Regions from separate parts of the Zea mays genome. Here regions 2 and 3 are each linked to region 1. The links are chromatin contacts, called in public Hi-C maps. All regions are on one chromosome and are shown on one strand. The core of a region is the stretch at or near the end of the contact, and the rest is flanking DNA. Distances in the headings are between cores, read along the strand shown.

What was found. A called contact is a pair of places that touch in the nucleus more often than the background predicts.
Region 2: a Hi-C map of tassel shows a contact between it and region 1, with 4 times the contacts expected there. The contact joins the promoter of LOC100194083 here to the promoter of LOC606444 in region 1. A contact is called at or near these places in 8 of 25 Hi-C or Micro-C datasets (bundle sheath, ear, endosperm and 2 more) and 2 of 3 datasets of contacts at active chromatin or transcription factors (leaf and seedling).
Region 3: a Hi-C map of root tip shows a contact between it and region 1, with 4 times the contacts expected there. The contact joins the promoter of LOC100382579 here to the promoter of LOC606444 in region 1. A contact is called at or near these places in 7 of 25 Hi-C or Micro-C datasets (bundle sheath, ear, endosperm and 3 more) and 1 of 3 datasets of contacts at active chromatin or transcription factors (seedling).

The regions. Positions count from the first base shown.
Region 1 is chr5:85,853,989-85,858,142 of Zm-B73-REFERENCE-NAM-5.0, reverse strand. LOC606444 (4-hydroxyphenylpyruvate dioxygenase 1) reads left to right here and starts at 1,775. Exons shown (of 2, transcript NM_001112312.2): 1 at 1,775-3,022; 2 at 3,430-3,895. The coding sequence starts at 1,884. The coding sequence ends at 3,625. It overlaps LOC100280793 (urease accessory protein F), which reads right to left. Exons shown (of 3, transcript NM_001352439.1): 3 at 3,681-3,956.
Region 2 is chr5:86,052,154-86,056,898 of Zm-B73-REFERENCE-NAM-5.0, reverse strand. It overlaps LOC100194083, which reads right to left and starts at 1,859. Exons shown (of 7, transcript NM_001359389.1): 1 at 706-1,859; 2 at 471-618. The coding sequence starts at 1,742.
Region 3 is chr5:86,082,262-86,086,503 of Zm-B73-REFERENCE-NAM-5.0, reverse strand. LOC100382579 reads left to right here and starts at 1,890. Exons shown (of 1, transcript NM_001398740.1): 1 at 1,890-4,121. The coding sequence starts at 2,186. The coding sequence ends at 3,910.

The sequences.
Region 1 (4,154 bases), core at 526-3,025:
CTTGCATGCAGCCTGCACGCGTGGAGGTTGCAGGGAATCCACGAAATCGGCTTATACTGTTTTTATATGGTTTTGTCTCTATATATTACAGTTGCAACCGTCCGAACAACTGGCTTTAATACGAAACAAAATAGAAATTATAGAGAATCCATAAAAATAAATCTTTTACTATTCAAAATGAAACAACAAATGATTTTACATCTCTAGATCTCCTATTCACTTGCCATCAAACCACCTCATAGTGACGGTGCGAGGATATCTACGATACAAGGCTCCTGTTTTACACGATCTGCTGCTGCGGACAAGCTTGTAGATTCATTTGTTGACCAAAGTCTATATTGTTTTCTCGTGACTAGTAATAGCGACTGATAGATATATTCAAACTTTACAGTTGTTTTTTTAAGGATCTTACAGTAGTAAAAGAGGTATTCCTAACCGTGTGTTTGGTTCATATATCCTCGAAGCTTGATCCAACCTTAAGATGTATCCACCGGGCCTTTATGCGAGTAAACGCTCGATGTCTTGCGTATGGGTGGAGGCGTGGAGCCTGCCCTCGGAGGTCTTCGTCTGCACGCAGAGTCTAAAATCTAGTACAGGGAACCAAACAATTGCCATCAAACCACTCCATAATGAGTGCTGGGTCACCGTGCCGAGGAGAAAAGGAGGTAGTAGAACGCAGCGACGTGATGTACTGAGCCACTGTAAGACAGTGATACCACATGTGTCAGTGTCACTCAAAGGACACCCCCTCGTGGTGTCAGGGATGGCACGTCCCGTCGCTATGTGTTGTTGCACACGCTTTGGAGTCTTTTAATTGATGGCGTGTTTTTTTTCTTCTTCTTCTCTCAATCGTACTTGCTTGCTCGTGTGGACCATACAATACAGGTAACAGTACTGTGACTCGTGAGTTTGGAATGATGAGTGTTCCCTTGTTCATATGATCACTGTGTTTCGGTTGGATGATGACATGATGGTACGACAAAGCCGCAAGCTTTTTCTCTTGCTGCAGATGTAAGCTTTACCACCTGGTTCTTGTTAAAACAAGTGTAGGATGCAAGCTAGAATTAAGCCACAAGATCCCACTCGTGGTTACTTGATACTTACTTGGAACACAGATCGTGCAACACACACACACGCACACACATGTTGTTTTCGAAAAACATAAGCGCATAACATGTGTTGGGAAAAGCAAACTCGTTTAGTATGATTCAAGAACAGTATGAACCTCTCCGGGAGTCCTTTTGTATTGTAAGGGTCTCTTTGTAATAGAGGAAATACGAAGGATTTATCATTGCCTACAAGAAAATTCCCTTCATAAGCCTTTAGAACAAAGGATTCAGTCCCATCAATTTCTATGGATTCCTTTCGACCTTTCCTCCATGCAAGTTTTGGAGGAAAAATGACAAGATGTAATATATTTACCTCTTTGTATCTTTTATATGACTCTTATCTCTCTATTCAAATTCTCATTGAAAGGCTAGGTATAGGTAATAAATTTACATGCGTTCTTAAATCTTAATTCATGTAGAATTGCAATTCATAGCTAAACTTTGTGCTCCAAATAGGCTTAAACTTGTTTGGCATGACTAATGAGGATGTGAGTACCTTGTTCTAGCATCACACACTAGTTGTGAGAGCCTTCTGCGTTGGCAATTGGCAGTACAAGACAAATCACATCCGCAACCGCAACCACAGAATCGTCCGTCCACGTGGCCCCCATCACTTCCCTTTATTTACCAGTCGTCCCCCATCCCCAGGGCCACCCACCAACAAGTGCAGTCACCCGAGCCGCAAACTGCAGCTCTGCAAGCTACAGAGGCCACCACGAGTCCACGACGCCACGCCCTCCGAGAGAAAGAGAAAGAGAAAACCAAAGCACGATAATGCCCCCGACCCCCACAGCCGCCGCAGCCGGCGCCGCCGTGGCGGCGGCATCAGCAGCGGAGCAGGCGGCGTTCCGCCTCGTGGGCCACCGCAACTTCGTCCGCTTCAACCCGCGCTCCGACCGCTTCCACACGCTCGCGTTCCACCACGTGGAGCTCTGGTGCGCCGACGCGGCCTCCGCCGCGGGCCGCTTCTCCTTCGGCCTGGGCGCGCCGCTCGCCGCACGCTCCGACCTCTCCACGGGCAACTCCGCGCACGCGTCCCTGCTGCTCCGCTCCGGCTCCCTCTCCTTCCTCTTCACGGCGCCCTACGCGCACGGCGCCGACGCTGCCACCGCCGCGCTGCCCTCCTTCTCCGCCGCCGCCGCGCGGCGCTTCGCAGCCGACCACGGCCTCGCGGTGCGCGCCGTCGCGCTCCGCGTCGCCGACGCCGAGGACGCCTTCCGCGCCAGCGTCGCGGCCGGGGCGCGCCCGGCGTTCGGCCCCGTCGACCTCGGCCGCGGCTTCCGCCTCGCCGAGGTCGAGCTCTACGGCGACGTCGTGCTCCGGTACGTGAGCTACCCGGACGGCGCCGCGGGCGAGCCCTTCCTGCCGGGGTTCGAGGGCGTGGCCAGCCCCGGGGCGGCCGACTACGGGCTGAGCAGGTTCGACCACATCGTCGGCAACGTGCCGGAGCTGGCGCCCGCCGCCGCCTACTTCGCCGGCTTCACGGGGTTCCACGAGTTCGCCGAGTTCACGACGGAGGACGTGGGCACCGCGGAGAGCGGCCTCAACTCCATGGTGCTCGCCAACAACTCGGAGAACGTGCTGCTCCCGCTCAACGAGCCGGTGCACGGCACCAAGCGCCGCAGCCAGATACAAACGTTCCTGGACCACCACGGCGGCCCCGGCGTGCAGCACATGGCGCTGGCCAGCGACGACGTGCTCAGGACGCTGAGGGAGATGCAGGCGCGCTCGGCCATGGGCGGCTTCGAGTTCATGGCGCCTCCCACATCCGACTACTATGACGGCGTGAGGCGGCGCGCCGGGGACGTGCTCACGGAAGCACAGATTAAGGAGTGCCAGGAGCTAGGGGTGCTGGTGGACAGGGATGACCAGGGCGTGCTGCTCCAAATCTTCACCAAGCCAGTGGGGGACAGGTAAAATCGTTATCTTTTTCACCTTTTTTGTTTTACAAGTGTGCATGATGCATCTAGAATTGCAAAGGAACAATTCCAGGATAAGGTATTCAGCTAGTTCAGGATTGCAGGCATATATAGAATATATATACAGTACGAAGGTATCAAACCCTCTTTTTGTGCCTCCATGCATGATGCATCTTTATGAAGACCGTGACAGCAAAAAAGAGGATCCTTTTTGCATGCTGTGAATCATAATTCGAGCTCCCATGTCCCAGCTGATTACATGATGGTCAACATTCCATTCTCATCATTAATCCCCTGCACTTTAATTCTGAAGATCATAGCTCAGCATTCTAGTGTCAATGCCATGGTTTCCTTGACCCCTATGCAATCCAAAATCTAACTGGACCAGCTGCGTCATTCAGGCCAACGCTGTTCTTGGAAATCATCCAAAGGATCGGGTGCATGGAGAAGGATGAGAAGGGGCAAGAATACCAAAAGGGTGGCTGCGGCGGGTTCGGCAAGGGAAACTTCTCGCAGCTGTTCAAGTCCATCGAGGATTATGAGAAGTCCCTTGAAGCCAAGCAAGCTGCTGCAGCAGCTGCAGCTCAGGGATCCTAGGACAGTGCTTGGAGACGAGCAACTGCTGTGGCACTTTGTATCATGGAACAGAAATAATGAAGCGTGTTCTTTGTGACACTTGACATGCAAATGTTTGTGTTCTGTAACCGTTGAATATATGGGACGATGCTATGATGGTGTAATAGATGGTAGAGAGGGTACAACCCTGATACTAATGATGCACTATTGCATCTCTGTTGTACAAGTTTGCATGAAAATAACGACGAGGGTCAGTATGAGGCATAATGAATCTGTTCCTGGGATTCTTGTACTCACCTGGTGCTTTTTTTTTATGAGAAGACAGCTGTCGTTGGCTCCTGTCGATGTGATCCTGCGGCAAGAATACAACAGATTGCGCATTGATCTCAGTAACCTGAAAGAAGCAGAGGTAAAATAGAAATGCAGAGTAAGATAAGCGCATCTAGACATCTTGTTTGGTGTATCAGGCATTCACGTGTTGATATTGAGTTCTGTGACCTAGCTAGAACAGCACAAAATGGACCTGGCAAGCCTCTTGTCTACTAGCAGT
Region 2 (4,745 bases), core at 610-3,109, 200 kb before region 1:
TAGCAGTGTTATTCTAAAGCAAAGAGAAGGACTTTGCATTGCCAGTTTAGGGTAATATGTTACTCCTAAATCAAGATCGGATTTTTGATGGCTAACTGTGTAATACTATGAGGCGTCAAGGACAGATGTTTCTCAGTTCAGGAGGCAAGCTTTTTAAACCGAACAGCTCAGTGGATGCTACATGTCTACAACCAACCATAGACAACTGAGGATCCTAGGAATATGACAAAAAAAAAGGCCCCACGGCATAGAAAACAAATATTATACTGTACGTGGATCAAACGGCTGTCTCCTTGGCACCACTTAAATTGTCAGCTGCAAACAGTGACCACAACTCGTCACTTGTCTAAAAGATAGATGCCAATGCTAGTTTGCCTTGCCAAACAAAAAAACACATATTATTACTACGAGGCAAACCATCTAGGAGTAGAGTAGTCATCTGGAGAAAGTTGAAGGAACTGTCGACTCACATGAGCAAGCTTCTGTGTCTTGAAGCCCGCAGCATCGTGATCCAATTCGACATCCAAATCCAGAGCTAGTCCAGTCCCATCGTCCAGCTTTGTATCCTTGACGTCTTCCTGCCCGAGAGCGAGAGCTGTCCCGAAAACCGCATTATACCTGGAAGCAGAATTCAGATAAACTCTGAGAAACTCCTGTGCTCTTGCAATGCAGTCTGTGGGATGGGAAGGTTCACGGTTCACCCACAGGTCTCTGTTGATGGAGGTTCTGTGCACCGAAGCCGAGCTCTTCTCGCGCCCGTCGAAACTCCTGGGCGTCGAAGGCAACGGCACCGAGGGGACGGGAGGCGGCGCGGCGGCGCCTGACTGGAGCCACTCCTTGTAGTACACAGCGAACTGAGCCGTGCCGCTGTCCATGTGGTCGCTGTAGAGCCTCTGCAGGGCCTTCATCCTCGTGCGCCGGTCGTCGGCGTCCCGGCCAGCGACGAGGTCGTCGGCCTCCCTGGCGAACCAGACCTTGAGGTGGAGCAGGTGGGGCAGGAACACGTGGTCCCAGAGGTCCGGCAGCAGCTCCCTGCGCGCGAGGCCCGGCGCGTCGGCGAACACCTGCATGAGGTGGCGCGCCGCGACGCGGTCGTTGCGCTCCATCTTGTACACCACGGCGAGGTAGAGCTGCGCGCAGGCTGCGAGGTGCGAGTTGGGCACCCCGCAGGTGCGGCCGCCGCCGTCCCCCGCGGCGGCGCCGGGGCGCGGCGGCGGCGGTGGCGAGTGGAGCGACGCGACGACGCTGAGGAGGCGGATGGAGTTGCGGAGCGACCGGATCTTGGCGTCGCGCGGCGCCTGTGGCTGCGCGGCGGAGCCGTCCGCGGCCAGGCGCTCTATGCTCTCGATGCCCAGCTCGAGGTTGGCCAGCACGGGGCGGCCTGCCGCCGCGTCGTCGTCCTCGCCCGCGCCCGCGGCGGGCGCGAGGCACGCGGCGCACTTGTCGCGGAGCGCCCGCCTGAATTCCGCGTCCCTGAGCAGCCTCCCGGCGTACGCGGACAGCACGGCGACCACCGCGTCGGCGGCGGCGGCCTCCCCCTCCGCCTCCCTGGTCGTTGTCGTGGTCGTGGCCAGCGGCGGCGACGACGTGTGCCTGGACGACCTCGACGACGCCCCGCGGCGCGGGGGTGACCGCCCGGAGGCGCGTCGCGGCGACAGATGCGGCGCCTCGTCCTCGTCGACGCGCTCCCGCGAGAGAAGGTCGCGCAAGGAGGACGGTGGTGGCGGCGGCGGCAACATCATGGCGCTTGGGCGCTTGCTGTCTGCTCTGGAGGGTGGAGACTGGAGCGTCCGCGTAATCGCGCCCTGCGCTCCTCCCAGTCCCAGCCTCTCTCAGCTCATGCCTTGGGGTGGGTACTTGGGCGCGGACCGCGGAGGCACTGGCGCAGTTAAAGCCCGGGCCCGTGGCTGCCACCTCGGTCCCACGAGCCACGTACGCGCGCACGCGCAGAGAGAAAGAGAGAGCTGAGAGAGAAAGACACCGCGTTCCGTTTTGTGCACGTCGTCGGGTAAACAGCGAAGCGTGTGACGTGAACAGTGATTTCAATTCAGGAGACGGTCACTGTTGTGTTCGCATTTTTGTTTTTGTTGCCACTGTTTCATCACAGGACTACGTATACGCTCATCAGCACGCTTTCTCATATTTTTTAGACAACAACGACAGTTTTTAGAAATAGAGTTGCTATATGGCAGCTAGCTTAATTTTTGCATGAGAAATATGTTCGATTTATATTGGTAGTTTTCAACTAATTTAGGACCTCTTTGAACTAGTTTTATAGAAACTGGTTTATGGAGACAAAAAAAATGGATGTGCATATTTGGTATTTGCAACCTAGTTTCTTGAAAACGGGTTTCTAACTTTGTTTATGATACACAAAGAGAAGTCTATCTTTAATCTATTTTAAAAGTGACTGGTTTAATTATTTTCTTCATTTTTCTTTGTTGTCGAATTTAAATATAGCTTGGACTTGTATTTTTTAATTCAAAGAAATTTAATGATAATTAATCATTTAAGGAAGATTAGGCGTCAAGAGGATCGCACCCAATTTGTCAGGCAAAAGTTGGTTTCAACTAGCATCCTAGTTTTCTTTTTTAGATAATGGAAACAGTTCTGGTTTTCCCTTCATAAGAGATTAGGGCCGAACTTACAAAAGCATCACACTACCACCCACAAAATAGACACATGCAATCCAACTAAGGGCTTGTTCGGTTAGCTCTCAATCCATATGGATTGAGTGGGATTTGGTGGGTTTAAATCCCAAGCAAGTCAAATTTCTTCATAATATTTTCCAATCCCGTCCAATCCATAGGTAACAGGATTAACCGAACAAGGCCTAAAGTGCGTAAAAAATCTGCATGGCGATTATCTCCAAGCGCCTACAACTTGCTTTTATTAGATCCTTATCTTCATCCTTCTTTTGCAGAGGAATCCAAAACCTTAGCCAGTGGGTACCTCTAAAAAGAACCTGCAAATCACTGAGACAAGGTTTTTTTTTTTGTCAAAGACTAGATCATTCCTACTTATTCAGATAGCCTAACATAAAACTGAAACACCTGTAATAATCATTTTTTAGTCCTCATGTTAACTCCTAACATCCATGAACCAAACACATGGCTCATCGGCCTGGGAGGGGGTAAACCAAAACAACAAGATAGTAGTCTCCACATATAATGAGCATAATGGCAGTTGATAAATAAGTATTGTATGGTTTCATTTGAATCACGGAAAGCACATTTCTTATTACCCTGCAAGTTGTGTTTGGTTAGGTTGTCCTTAGTTAGAACTACCCTTTTGAATAAATACCATAATTTTTTTAATCTTTAGTGGTAACTTCAAACTCCATATTAGTTCACGACGAAATAAATTCTCATTGTTAATCACAACCCTATACATAGATTGGACCGTGAACACAACCGTGGGATATTTAGATTCCATCTAAACAAATCATTTCCTTCGGATAATTGGACATGAAAAATACGTGACACTAAATTATTCCATAAGATCAAGTTCTGTCCAACTAATGCCCTACGGAAGGAAACATTTAATGGGACAACAGTAAACACTCTTGCCATAATGTCGCTTTTCCTTCGAACAATCTGATACAAGGATTGTCGGTGTTTCGTACCTCGCTCCGACAAGTAAATTTATTGTGTGTGTTCCAGGCTTCAGAAGGTGTGCACGGATGGCATAAAGTTTATATTGGTTCGGGCAGAACGTCCCTACTTCTAGTCATCGGTGGCTTGCGCTACCGACACCATTGATGATCAAACTCGTAGTAGGGGTTATAAGCGATCGAGAGAGGAAGGAGAGACTCCCAAGTCTCTTTATCAGGGTGGAAGTGGAGCTTAGAAGCTGTTGGGTGGAGTCCTAGCTAAGTCTTGGTTTAGCGGGGCTTCGGTCTCCCGGTGCTCGTCAGCACTCCTCCTCCTCGTGTTCGTCCTTGTAGGTTCATGTCCATCTGAAGGTGTCCGGTTGCCTAAGAGCTCTCTCCCTTTGATCCCGTCCGATCTCTCGTGTCCCTTGCCATGAGACCAGCCTCCCCCTGTTATAGGATAAGAGAAGGGTCGGCCAGCGGTGGCTTCATTCGGAAGGAGCCACAAGGCAAAGGTAAAACCAGTGTTTTACCTCGGGTGGAGCCACGTGCAATCGTGGGGCCTAGGTCTGCCTGGTTGTCTCGTATTTATCGTGGTGGATGGCGTGGGGGCGGCGATGGTCCCAGGCATCATCATTATGGTTACTCCAACCCATGGCCTTCGTACCCTGGGGCTCGACATAGCCCGTCGTGTAGTGCCCTGCGGGAGGTCTGTGTACTCAAGCCTAGTTTGATATATCATAAGTGTGTCGTAGGCCAAGTGGTGTGTGGGCCATTAATGCGTCACAGTCCGAGCGTAGGTCATGAGTGCTATGTGGCCCGAGGTGCTCTTATGTCATGAGTGGGAAACTGATCGGCGCTGTGTTGTGGTTCGGTGGCAGGCATGGTTAAGTGTGGTTGGCTACTTATGACGAGTGAAAGGGAAATAGGGTTTAACCTCTTCCTATAAATAATTTTGGTGGTTGAATGCCCAACACAAATATTGGACTAATTAGTTTGCTCTAGATTATAAATTCCACAGGTGCATAAAGGTTCAACACAAACCAATAAAAGATCAATGTTAGGGTTCAAAAAGAAAGGAGCAAAGAAACCCAAGTGTGCCCTGGTCTGGCGCACCAAACTGTCCGGTGCACCAGGACCGTACAACTCTGAA
Region 3 (4,242 bases), core at 641-3,140, 230 kb before region 1:
TTGACTCGATCTCGTTCTCTGTGATGTATGAGATGGATCTAATGTAATATTCGGGATCGAGTTATGAGTTGATAGAACGTAGATTTTCTGTGAGGATTTTTTTGTACCTTTTCTAATCTGCTCTGTCATCTAGGCCGTGGATGTAAAAGATCCCGAGCCACTGTGATCTCTGTTGACCCAGATTTAAAACTGATCAGGGTTAGGTTATTAAACCCTAACCCTAAAACATCGATCTGTTTTTACTATCTCGAATCTTCTGGGTTTGGCCGAGACCAAATCTCTGTTAGTGGCCAAAACCCTAGATTTAGGGTTAGGTAAACCCTAACCCGAGAGATAAAAAATATTCTTTCTATTTTAATCTATCTGTTCTCGGGTGATAAACGAAAAAAATAGTTCAATCATGTTGATCCGAGACTTTTCTGTGATCTCATAAAACTGATGCGGATTAGGAGATCTAGGGTTCTTAGGACGGCTTTGATACCATTGTTAGAATCTATACTGCCTAGGATCGATTCCTAAGTCCCTAGAATACCAATCCGTCTGTAACTGAAAGTAAAATCTTGATGACGTGTAGATCTGATCTACTATCTACTGAGAGGAACGGGGAAACACACCTTTATTGTTGTTGCTATCTTCATACCGTCGCCCTGCAGAGAAGCAGCAGGCATCGGGATCCGAGCCGCTGTAGGTTGTCGCGTTTCTAAACACTCCGACGTCTAGGCGATGGGGCCTCTGAGGACTAGGGTTTTGGGGCGAGGTACTAGCGTTAGTTTTTCCTGCGACCCCTTAGTCCTATATATAGCGTCGTGTGTCTGGGGGCTCCAACCGAGGTTAGTGTGGACCCTCCCGATCAAGGGCCCGATTAAAGGAACGATAGTTGGGTTAAGCCCAATCCAGTCTCTATTGACCGGCTGTAGAGGACACACCCAACACACAGCACAGCGCCGACATGCAGTGATTCCCGTGAAATGATCACAATGGTGATCTGTATAGAATAGATCGGTGCATGTACAATCCAATTGCTAGTAAGGCCATTCCTTGATCGTAGTTTCATTTTTATTAAATGAGATGACGTATCACTATATTTGATGACATGACACGATATTTATAATGAAAGATACGGAGAGAGTTTCATGTGATAAGAGAGAATTTTATTTGGATAAAACTTAGGATACATGGTTTTTATAAATAAAAATTGATGTATCACTTTTGGAAACCGTGTAATGAATCTTCTAATGAGAATGGCCTAATAATCAGTAAGTTTATTAGCACGTTTTAGGCTATCTGCACTGAAGAACTGTGAAGGAAACGATACAGATGGAGTAACGTATCCAGTAAAAAAGTCCTACAGCCACTTACTTCACCGTGAGATAGAGTAGAAATTCTCGCTGGTCATGATAGAATATTTTTTAGAGTAAAAATTTAGGTTTGTACGTGTGATTTTAGCTGCCAAATCTAATGCTATTGGAAAACCTTGATCCTGACAAGGATGGCCATGTACTTTACCGTGAAATGGTAGAAGGAATCCTCTGCACCCCCAAATGCCACCTGCCCTTCAATCCCCGGGTCGGGTGCAGAAGCAGATGCACTCAACAATTGCACCAGTCAGCCCATAATGACTCGCTCGCTACTCCGGCTTCCCTGGGCTGACGAGGTGAGGTGAGTGAGGCAGAGGCAGGCCGAGGGGGCGCCCGCGGCGGCTGCTTGCTTTTGTTGCCTTGCTCCCGCTCCAATTTATGGCGATTTTAAATGCCACCAGCGAGGAGTTGGGCGCATCAATGGCGTCGCCTCCCCTCATCACACCTCGTAGCTACTGCTAGCTTCCTCTTCGCTCATCCCCCCCCCCCCCCCCCCCCCCCCCCCCCCCGCGTCGTCCCCTCCGCTTCCTTCAATCCTTCGTCATCCTCCGTCTCTATTCTCCACGTTGGGTTCTCTTGGCGCGCCACTCCCCACAAGAAATGGTACTCTCTTTTTTGGGATTTCCGTTCCACCGGTACCAGCCTTGCCTTGTCTTGGAGTGTTGACATCTCTGCGTGCTCGCTTCGCTGGCCTGCCGCTCGGCGCTTGCTGCTGTTGACCGAGGGTTCCAATTCAAACCTCCTTCTTGGCTGGTCGACGCACTCGTTTTCCCAGCAAAAGCAAAAAGGATCTACTAGGTGGGGCCGACGACGACGAGGCCGGAGGCATGGTGGCGGAGCCGGAGCCGCAACCGCTGGTGCACAAGGTGTTCTCGATGGCGGCGACGTCGCCGTCGTTCTCCTCCTCCAAGAAGGTGCGGCCGGCGGCGAGCGCCAAGGGCGGCGGCGCGGCGGGGGGCGACGGCAGGGTGGGTATCCTGTCCTTCGAGGTGGCGAACGCCATGTCGCGAGCGGCGAGCCTCTACCGCTCGCTCTCCGACGCCGAGGCGGCGCGCCTGCTCGGCCCGCAGTGCCTCGGGAGCCACGCCGTGCGCGCGCTCGTGCCCGGCGACGACGCGCGCCTCCTGGCGCTGGCGCTCGCCGAGAAGCTGGACGCGCTGAACCGCGTGGCGGCGGTGGCCTCGCGCCTCGGCCGCCGGTGCGCGGCCCCGGCGCTCGCGGGCTTCGGCCACGTCTACGCCGACCTCCTGGCCGGCCGCGCCGACGCGGGCGCGCTCGCCGCCGTCGCCTCCCGCTCCGACGCCGCGCCGCTCGTGCGCAGGCTCGACCGCGTCGCCGCCGCCACCGCCGCGCTCTACGCCGAGCTCGACGCGCTCGCCGAGCTCGAGCAGTCGGCGCGGAGGCCGCCCACGGACCAGGCCCGCCGCGCGCTCGAGCAGCGCGCGCGGTGGCGTCGCCACGACGTGCGCCGGCTCAGGGACGCGTCGCTCTGGAACTGGACCTACGACAGGGCCGTGCTCCTGCTCGCGCGCGCCGTGTGCGCCATCTACGGCCGCATCCGCCTCGTGTTCGGCGACCCCGTTCTGGGGCTCGACCTGCTGGCCATGACGGGAGTCGGCGAGTCGGGGCAATGCGAGCAAATCCCGCAGCTCTCCGGTATGGTGGCAGCAGATTCAGGCCCCGTACTCCAAAGCAGTCTCAGCGATGGCAGGTCAGCGCCGATCTGCAGAGTCGATCATCCAGACATGTCGCGGCCAGTGAGTTTTCGGTCGAGCTGTGGAGCCAGCCCCGGGAAGATGTTCATGCACTGCTTGAGCTTGAGTAGCTCAGCGCCATGGACGGACATGCTCGAGGACGAGTTCTCAGAAGATTCCAGCTGCATCAGCAGCACAATCAGATCAGGGATGCTTGCACCATTCAGCAGTGAGCAGGGGGTACCCACCACCACCACCACAACGCCGCCAGCACCGAACAGTGGCAGTATCGGCAGAAAGGCGCGGCGGTTCGGTCCGAAGAGCACGGTGACATCGCTCGCGCCGGCGTCCACGGTCGGCGGCTCCGCCCTCGCGCTGCACTACGCGAACATCGTCATCGTCGTCGAGAAGCTGCTCCGGTACCCGCACCTCGTGGGCGAGGAGGCGCGGGACGAGCTGTACCAGATGCTGCCGCGGAGCCTGAAGCTGGCGCTGAGGAAGAGCCTGAGAGCCCGCGCGAGGAGCACGGCGATCTACGACGCGTTCCTGGCGCACGACTGGCGGGAGACGCTCGAGAAGACGACGCTGGCGTGGCTCGCCCCCATGGCCCACAACACGGTCCGGTGGCAGGCCGAGCGGAGCTTCGAGTTCGAACAGCAGCAGCAGCGGGTCGTGTCGGAGCGGAGCGTGCTGCTGCTGCAGACGCTGTACTTCGCCGACCGGGAGAAGACGGAGGCGGCGGTCTGCGAGCTGCTCGTCGGCCTGAACTACATCTGCCGGTACGAGCGGCAGCAGAACGCGTTGCTTGACTGCTCTAGCAGTGACTTCGATGATTGTGTAGAATGGCAAGTCCAATAGAGCCGAAAGCCAAGGTCAGGTCTCTGCTCTGGTCCGTAGTGTATACAACAAGTGATGTGATTCAGCGAAGGGTACTTGTGATTTGGTTTTGCTTGTTTTCTCTTTTTTTTTGCTACGTTGTTCTTGGCGCATTTTTCACATGATATCATCGTCTATTGTTAGATGAAATGTAGAGGTTTGTGAACTGGAAAGACCCTCTCCGGTTGTGCATAATTAATCTTGTAGAATCATTGTGTGAAGCAACCTGAAAACAGGTTTGGTACTTAGTAAAGTACAGCTGACAGACACTGAAGATAGCAAGACAGTAGTTCTGCTTTGCAAATACAGACACT